3 separate regions of the Zea mays genome follow, and regions 1 and 2 are each linked to region 3. The links are chromatin contacts, called in public Hi-C maps. All regions are on one chromosome and are shown on one strand. Each heading gives the region's core, a stretch centred on a gene start, on an enhancer-like site or on the middle of the called end of the contact. The rest is flanking DNA. Distances are from core to core; before and after follow the strand shown.

The links. Hi-C and Micro-C count contacts between places; a contact is called where the count stands out from the background.
Region 1: a contact with region 3 is called in a Hi-C map of tassel, with 3 times the contacts expected there. The contact joins the promoter of LOC100273201 here to the promoter of LOC100284504 in region 3. A contact is called at or near these places in 3 of 25 Hi-C or Micro-C datasets (bundle sheath, endosperm and tassel).
Region 2: a Hi-C map of tassel shows a contact between it and region 3, with 2.1 times the contacts expected there. The contact joins the promoter of LOC103626319 here to the promoter of LOC100284504 in region 3. A contact is called at or near these places in 2 of 25 Hi-C or Micro-C datasets (ear and tassel).

The regions. Positions count from the first base shown.
Region 1 is chr5:50,137,195-50,139,894 of Zm-B73-REFERENCE-NAM-5.0, reverse strand. It overlaps LOC100273201 (50S ribosomal protein L24, chloroplastic-like), which reads left to right and starts at 1,447. Exons shown (of 4, transcript NM_001147644.1): 1 at 1,447-1,632. The coding sequence starts at 1,504. LOC100279909 (Putative beta-glucosidase 41) reads right to left here and starts at 1,128. Exons shown (of 15, transcript NM_001152861.1): 1 at 1,010-1,128.
Region 2 is chr5:49,404,579-49,407,278 of Zm-B73-REFERENCE-NAM-5.0, reverse strand. It overlaps LOC103626319 (pentatricopeptide repeat-containing protein), which reads left to right and starts at 1,406. Exons shown (of 2, transcript NM_001364072.1): 1 at 1,406-2,700. The coding sequence starts at 1,449. It overlaps LOC100277243 (a long non-coding RNA gene), which reads right to left and starts at 1,227. Exons shown (of 1, transcript NR_157080.1): 1 at 322-1,227. It overlaps LOC111589450 (small nucleolar RNA snoR20a), which reads right to left and starts at 249; the gene lies at 166-249. LOC111589447 (small nucleolar RNA Z107/R87) reads right to left here and starts at 66; the gene lies at 1-66.
Region 3 is chr5:49,862,284-49,864,983 of Zm-B73-REFERENCE-NAM-5.0, reverse strand. LOC100284504 (dihydroflavonol-4-reductase) reads right to left here and starts at 1,410. Exons shown (of 6, transcript NM_001157399.1): 1 at 1,055-1,410; 2 at 717-893. The coding sequence starts at 1,232.

The sequences.
Region 1 (2,700 bases), core at 198-2,697, 270 kb before region 3:
GAAGGAAACTACTTGACATGTCTAGCTCCGAAACCTGTGAAAAAAAATGGTCCACATCTGGAGTGTCGCAAGCAAGTAGAGCTTTGCCCAGACAGATTGAGTTTTGCCCAGCACTCCAGCATCCATGCCTTAAAAGGTTATAGTTAGAAAGGGGGAGGATTGCTAAGCCCTTGCCAGTTAGCCACATAGAGAGAAGGCCTTATTATTAGATCATGCCATTTCTTTTCTTACAAAATTAACAAAGTGCAAAGCATTACTATGGCCACGAGGAACAGATAGCTACGAAATGAAACTGTCGCAATTATCATGGAAAAAAGCCACACATTTCCTTATCCATTTTGTTTGGTAGCGCCACATAGAAACAAAACTTCATGTCACGATTTGCATAGTTATCTCAACACATGTGGCGAATAGAAAAGGAGAAAGAGAAAAATAAACACAAGATTCTTAACCATAATAAGATATAATTTGTGTCGGGCATTTGCATAGTCACATGCTTATCCCATGGGGAACGTTAAAGGTTTGCTTGCACGGCAGGACCATTCCTGATTCCCTAGATGGTAGTTAGATGACGGCGATAGGAGCCGAGGCCCAACTGCCCAGTGATGTATTGGCCGTGTTGTTTATGTGATCTGTCATGGATGTCCTACTATGATTCAAGGATTTAGGACATGCGCAGAACTGCCAGCAATGAAAAGTCGAAGAAAGAGATATTGACTTCGAGGGGGAGAAATGTAGTCCACTATGAGAAAAGAGATACCCAATGTCTCTGGAGAAAAAGATCTGAGGTAAACACGTCTAACTTGCAACCATGATTTGCAATAGAGAAATCCGATTGACATCCCACCCTTTCTCGGTGCAGGATGGGACCTGCAGCAGCAAAAGCGCAAAGCTTCGATGTCACCGCCATCCACCTACCCTCCATCGCCCAAACTGTCTCTGTCTCTGTAACGCGAATTTTATTTTACACAACAGCAAAGTGAAAAACTGGAGTAGGGGGTTCGCTTGCCTCAGCAACCGTCGCGTAGCTTGCGCGCCTCGGCGCTGGAACGGGGAATCTGGAGGCGGGCACGCATCTCCCAAGCAATCTCGCGTGGCCTCGCGTAGCGTGCGAGGAGACACGCAGAGAGGGAGGGAGAGAGAAAGAGAGCCTTGACCCCGCCGTCCTCGTCCTGTCGTCCTGATAGCTGATGCAGTGATGCTGATCAGCTGATGCGTGCGGAGCTCGCTCGTGGAGCCGAGGCCCTAGCCTGTAGCCTCTCACGGCGGTAGAACGAGCACCCATGGGCCTCACTGGATCACCTAAGCGTCTTCCAGGCCCATCTGTGCCTCACCTGAGGCCTGTCTCATTTAGTGACGAGGCCCAACCCACCAGCGTCAGAATACAAGAGCGCGTTATCCTCTCTCTTCCGGTTCCGGGCAACTCGAAGAAGCCGCGTGCGTTATCCTTTGAGCAGTTTGGGCGCTGAGCAAGTCCAGTGAGAGAGGGAGAGCGGCGAGAGGATGGCTGGGATGGCATCGCTGCAGGGCGCCATGGCGTCGCTCTCCATCTCCGCGCTAGGCGCGGCGACGGCGAGCAGCAGCAGCTTCTGGGGCAACCGGCTCGCCACCTACTCCGCGCCGCAGCCTGGGGTCTGTTCCTGCTTCCCAATTCCGTTCCGTTCTGCTGATGGTTTGGTAGATAATAAGTAGCTGTTCTGGTGAAAGATTTTACTCTGGAGTTTCTGGATAGCGTTGCAAAGCGCGGTCGGATGGAATTGTTCTAGGGACATTCGAGCTTGCATTACGGTTTTGGAGCTAGTCTGTATGGATTGGATGCAATGAAATGGAAAATTACCTTTGCATTGTTATTAATTGTGCATTTTCAAGGATGACAAACCAGGCTTCTAATATGACTATGTTTAGGGGTGTTTGACATCACTCTAGAGCAAAACTTTAAGGAAGACCTGGACAAAGTCAACTAAACACCCTAATTCTAGAGTTGCAAACTCTATAGAGTTTTGAGAGTTGTAGTATAATTTTTTGGAGTACATTTTTTGCTACTTTGAAAAATCCTTCAAAAACAATCAAGACACATCCAATGCACTGGTTATGAGAAAGCAATCTACACTTCGGAGCAGATATACTTCACCCAAAGTTTTGGAGTAGAACTATGCCAAACTCGCCCTTATTAGATTTCATATTACATTAAGTTTCTATTTGCTCCACGACACACACTAAATTTAGACCGTGTCCATATTGAATTTCGTCTACCTTCTTTTTTTATTTTTATCTTGCATGGAAGCTTAAATGGTAAGATTTGAGTGCGCCAAATAGATTAACTGATTGGGATTAATTTAAGTAAGAGAATTTCCTTTGTCATTGGTAATCCGGTATTGTCCTTTTTGCATATACAACTATGCACATGTTTGCCTTTTAGTGCTAATAGAGAGTATGCTGTGTTTCATGTGGTAAAATTTGTTCGAGTACTCTTTATTTAGTTTGTTAACTGAGGAAATTATGTTGCTTTTGAAGCGGTCAAAATGTCAACTGAAGAAATTATGTTGCCCTCAATGTGCCACTGATTTTGTTTATATATATTTATGCCTGAATTACCCCACATCACACAATACATATGACTAACTGGAAACAAAATTTGGCGCCAAATAGTGTATTATGAGCATAATGATGTTTGTATTTGAACCCTGCTTTCTTTTCTGT
Region 2 (2,700 bases), core at 157-2,656, 460 kb after region 3:
TTCTATAGAGATAGACATGTGATTTGGTCTGTTGAGCTTGAATATTTCCAAGTCGTCACAGCCACATTTATTTATATATATACACAAACATTTAAAAATAATTAATGATTGGGAATGTTAATATCTGAACACCAATTGCGGTAAAGACCCATATGTCACCAAATGGCCTCAGACCGTCCTAGTTCATGATAAATATCAACAGATTAGACAAAATTTTGCCTCGTCTGTAACCATCATGTCATCAAAGGCCAAGATCAACGATAATAGTAAAACAGCTATTTTTTCTACCAACTATTGAAAATAAAATAAAGAAATGTGTCAGAAAAATGTTCTCAGCACCCTTTTTGAAGGAATCAGACAGGGATAACTGTATTTTAATTGTGTTGTCATCATCCACATCTCTAAACAGAGGAAAGAATCAAAAACAAGTTTCAAGAATCTATCAGATCTTCCTATTCAATATGAAAGAACTGTCATGGTACATCACAATCGAACAGATTGGACGCTTTCCCTTTCAAAGTTTCACATCATTTAGATCCTGAAACAAATGGGGGAAAATGTAGAATATTTAACATGTCAATACTATATGCGAGCTTTCCAGGGCCGGATTGGCATAAGAACGCAACCAATAAGGATATGACCGCACATCAAGAGAATAGCATGTTGCGCCCGAGCCATTATACCGTGAGGGAACAAAATCATCCTCCGGAATTGGTAATGGACGCATGCAACAAAATATATTTTTAATAACTACGAAGAACCAACAAGCATAATGATGGTTTGTGAGATGAGTTCAGACAGCCAAGGGTTTGGTCTTCAACTACCACCAACGAAGTAGTAGCATCAGAAACTCTAGTCCAAAACACAGTTGTTCATCATTGCTCAAAATCTCACTATACCATAGCATTATAACAGGAAATAAAGACCACTAGTCTAGTACATATATGAACAGCAAAAAAGGCTAAGACTGTGAATTGGGAGCTCAGACAGCCAAGGGTTTGGTCGTCAAATACTACCTTCGTAGTATCAGAAACTCTAGTCCACAAAGATTGCTCATCACCGCTCCTATCGCAAAAATCAACCATTCCACACATAAAATAAAAGAAACAATCTTGATACACGACGAAGCTTGAATGTTCAAATCAAAAATAGGTGATCCAAGTTAAAAAAAAGAGGCGGCGAGAGTACTCATATGTAGATGCATCGACGCCGTCGGCGGCAGTAGTCGGAACCCTATGTAGGAAGAGGCAGGCGTCAGGTGATTATTTATATCCTCTTGCTCTGCGACAGAAGAAAACCTAGATTTGTATGGGCCTCTTTGCGCTGCTTGGGCTTTTGTGGGCTGTTTGCACTGCTTGGGCTTCGCCAGGTAGAATAGATGGAACCGCAATTTTTGGCCGCGGTGACTCCTCGCCGCCGGCGCGCTGTGCTCCCGTCATCAAAACACGATGCCGCCGCCCCCAGCCGTGCCACACGACGTGGGTGCTGTCCTCCGCCTCCTGGAGTCCCGCGACCTTCCCGCCGCCGCGCGCCTCGCCGCCGGCTCTGCTTCCTCCTCGCCGCTCCCGCTCGCCGCGGTCCTCCTACACCGCCCGCTGCCCCCGCGCCTCGGCTACAGCCTCCACGCCCGCGCAGCGCGTGCGGGCCTCCTCGCGGACCGCTACCTTGCTAACGCGCTGCTCGCGTTCTACGTCCGCCTCCCGGACCACCTGCCTCACGCGCTCAGGGCGTTCGACGACCTGCCCCGCCGCGACGTCGTCGCGCACTCCTCCGTCCTCGCTGCATTCCTCCGTGCGGGTCTCCCGCGCCGCGCGCTCCTCCAGCTCAGGACCATGGCCTCCGGCGGCTACGGCGCTGACGACGACGTCGCCCCCAGCGCGCACGCGCTTTCCGCCTCCGCCAAGGCGTGCGCCGTGCTGCACGACCTCCGCGCGGGAGCCTGCGTGCACGGGACCACCGTTGTGCGAGGGTACGGCGACGATGGCGTCGTGCTGAGCGCGCTCGTGGACATGTACGGCCACTCGGGTGCGCCGGGCGACGCGCGGAAGGCGTTCGAGGAAATGCGCGCACCGGATGGGATATGCTACACGTCGTTGATATCAGCATTCGTGCGGAACGACTGGTTCGACGAGGCCCTGCGGTGGTTTCAGGCTATGCTCAGGACAGATGGGGTTTGGCCGGACGGCTGCACATTTGGCTCTATGATGTCGGCGCTTGGGAACATGAAGAGAGCGAGGCAGGGTAGGGAGGCACACGCGCAGGTTGTGACACGTGGCCTGTGTGGGAACGTCATCGTGGAGAGCAGCACACTTGACATGTATGCCAAGTGTGGTATGATGGTGGATGCACGCAAGGTATTCGACAGGATGAAGGCTCCGAATGCAGTTTCATGGTGTGCCCTGCTTGGGGGGTATTGTCAAACTGGGAAGCATGAGAAGGTTCTCTCGTTGTTTCGACAGATGCATATGCAGGAGCAGGACGATGACTGGTATAGCTTAGGGACTCTTCTGCGATCTTGTGCTGGTCTGTCTGCAGTGAAGCTAGGAAAAGAAATCCACTGCCGTTCTATGAGGATGAGAGGATGCGGAGATGTCATTGTTGAATCCGCACTCGTGGACCTGTACGCAAAATGTGGTGCAGTAGACTATGCCTACAGAGTATTCAAAATGAGCAGTGTCCGCAACATGATTACTTGGAATG
Region 3 (2,700 bases), core at 161-2,660:
GTACATATGTTTGCTGCTTTCTCCGTCCATGTAAGTTTGTCGTTTTAAGCAGGTCAATCACTGTCAACTTTGACGGGTTATTCCGTATGTTTTATAAAAAATATAAAATAAAAGTAAATTTACTAGATTTATTATGACTTGATCTAACATAATAGACATAATAGATAATTCCTTTAGTTTAAAATAATTCAATTTATATATATTGTTTGTCAAAATTTAAATAGTTTAACTTAGAACAAACTTAAAACCACTAGTAGAAAAGAGCTCTAAACCCACAGTGGTGTTTAATTTTTACAGACGAATTTAGTTATAAAGTGCCAGTGGTATTTTTAGTTAAAATAATCGCCTGCTACATACTGGTACTCAAGAAAACCCATACCGGTACTAAAAATCAAAGATTTTTACGTATTCTGGTTCCTATACTAATTGATTGATTTTTGTTGCAATGTATAGGCAAGTAACTTAAAAATTAGTGTGGTATGTAGTTTTGAAGATTTATTTAATAAAATTTGTTCCTAATAATATTGTAACGCATGTTTTTATATGTGCAGGGGGGGGGGGGGGGGGGGGAGTAGATAGATTTTCAGACTGTATCAGTATTTATGACTTGGAGCATGCATTTGCGCAGAACGGATGGAGTGAACTGAGCTAGCCGCGCTGCTGTCGACAACTTCACATGTGTATCTGTATTGTATCACAAGTTCACAACGACTCACCGAGGTTGTCCTGATGGGCGGGTGATACGTGGAGGTCCATGGAGGCCGCGACGTGGAAGAGCGCCACGCATCCCGTGACGGCGGCGTCGAAGCTCCCTTCCTCGCCCATGTCGGCCCTGAACACCCTGAGCCGGTCCCTCCCTTCTTCCACGACGGCGAGCACCTGCAAGGCCTTGCCTGCGTGCGTGCAACACCACCGGCACCGGTGCACCGCGCGCGCAACGCCGCCGGCATCAGAGCTCGGCCATATGGTCAGCGCCAACATCAGAGTTATTCGGCCATGTGCAGCGCCGACGCACGCACGCGCGCGCGCCGTGTGTACATACATACATACATACCTGTGTCCCTGGCGGTGGCGTGGACGCGGTAGCCTCGCCGCAGCAGCGTGCGGACGAGCCAGGAGCCGACGTAGCCGGTGGACCCCGTGACGCAGACAGCCGGCGGCGGCAGAGGGCCACTGCCCTCGGTCTGCTGCTCCTCGTCCGGCGAGCCGCAACCGACGCCGACGCTGCCCATCTCGGCCCCGGCCGGCCTCGATCGATCTCTCGGCTGCGAGTTCGCTGCGCTGATCTCTTCGAACAGTGACGGCGCTGCTAGTGCTAGCTGATAGCCTAGCGCTGGAGATAGCAAGTAGGAAAAGTACGAAGGCGATCCGATCCGTTATTGGCTATGTGGCAAAGTTTAGGTGTCTACTGGGGGAACAGAGCTGATAGGCTCTGTTACCATTCTAAAATTGATGAAGCGAGCCGGCAGCACTGCCACTGGATGTGGTGGGTTACAGGGATCATGTACGTACGTACGTACGTGTCCCGGGATATGGACTGTCTCGGATCCATTTTTATACAGTACATAGTATATAGTAAGTATACTTGCAACAAGCTAGCAGACAAGTCATGCGACATTCATCGCGTCCGCATCGCAGATCACCAAAACTGAGGCCACGCACACCAGATCTCGAGAGTGCCAGCGCTAATAGGTCCATCATCGCTGAACCATTTACAGTCGTGCAGAGTTTATCTTGGCACACATCGAAGACGACGTGCCCATATCTCCACATCCCCTCTTTCTCTCTTCCTATCGTGAGCTCACCTGGGTATGGGTGCCGTCCACGTTCAGGCGGCCTGACCCGGCTCTTACGATATTGCCTGTCCCACTCACGAGCAATAGCCGCTGCACCAGCCTCGCCGGCAGCGGCAGGCAATGACGACCGGGCGGACAGGCGCCGAGCAAAAGCCCGACCGCCGCGAAGCCTCTCGATCGGCATGGTGCCTACGCCACGGCACAGTGCAGCGAAAACTCCTCAGCACGCTTCCACATGGACACGTATGCATCGTACTCGTACTCGTCCAGTTTTTTCTCTCTCGGCTCAGGATGCGGAGTACGTGTGCTAGCTTGGATTCCACGTACGGTCGTCGCCGTCGTGTCACCTGGAGAAACTTTGTTGTTTCTCGGCACGTGCACGAAGTTGTCTATGGCCGGACAGCTGTCTGACTGTCTGAGTCTGTTGTTTGGGCACCCATGCCAGCACGGTCAGCCCGGTTGGCCTGTAGTGCAAAGGCCGAGCTGAGGCGAGCTTGGTTCATTTCCAGCCCGTGTTTTCCTATACATATACATCACAGTTCATAGTTCTTATACAATCATATAGGCACACATGTCTATATAGATATATAGCTATTACAAATTTACACTAGCTAATTGAGATTAAGCATCTACATGTGGATCCATTTGTGCCTGAGACTGAGACTGAGATGCATGAGAGGACTCAGGAGTGTCAACTGGTTCATCATCAATATAAAGCTTAAAGAACGATCCTTTAAGCTCTTTGTTCTCTACAGTGTGTTGGGTCCTTGCGTTCCCCTCCTCCTAGTCCTTGATACAGGTCAGCATCTCTGCCGTGTGTCCGATGTCAGACGACGATGACGCTCCTTGATGATCCTGCCAGTAAGACTAAATGGACCTTCTAATGAAATTGTAGAGACGGATA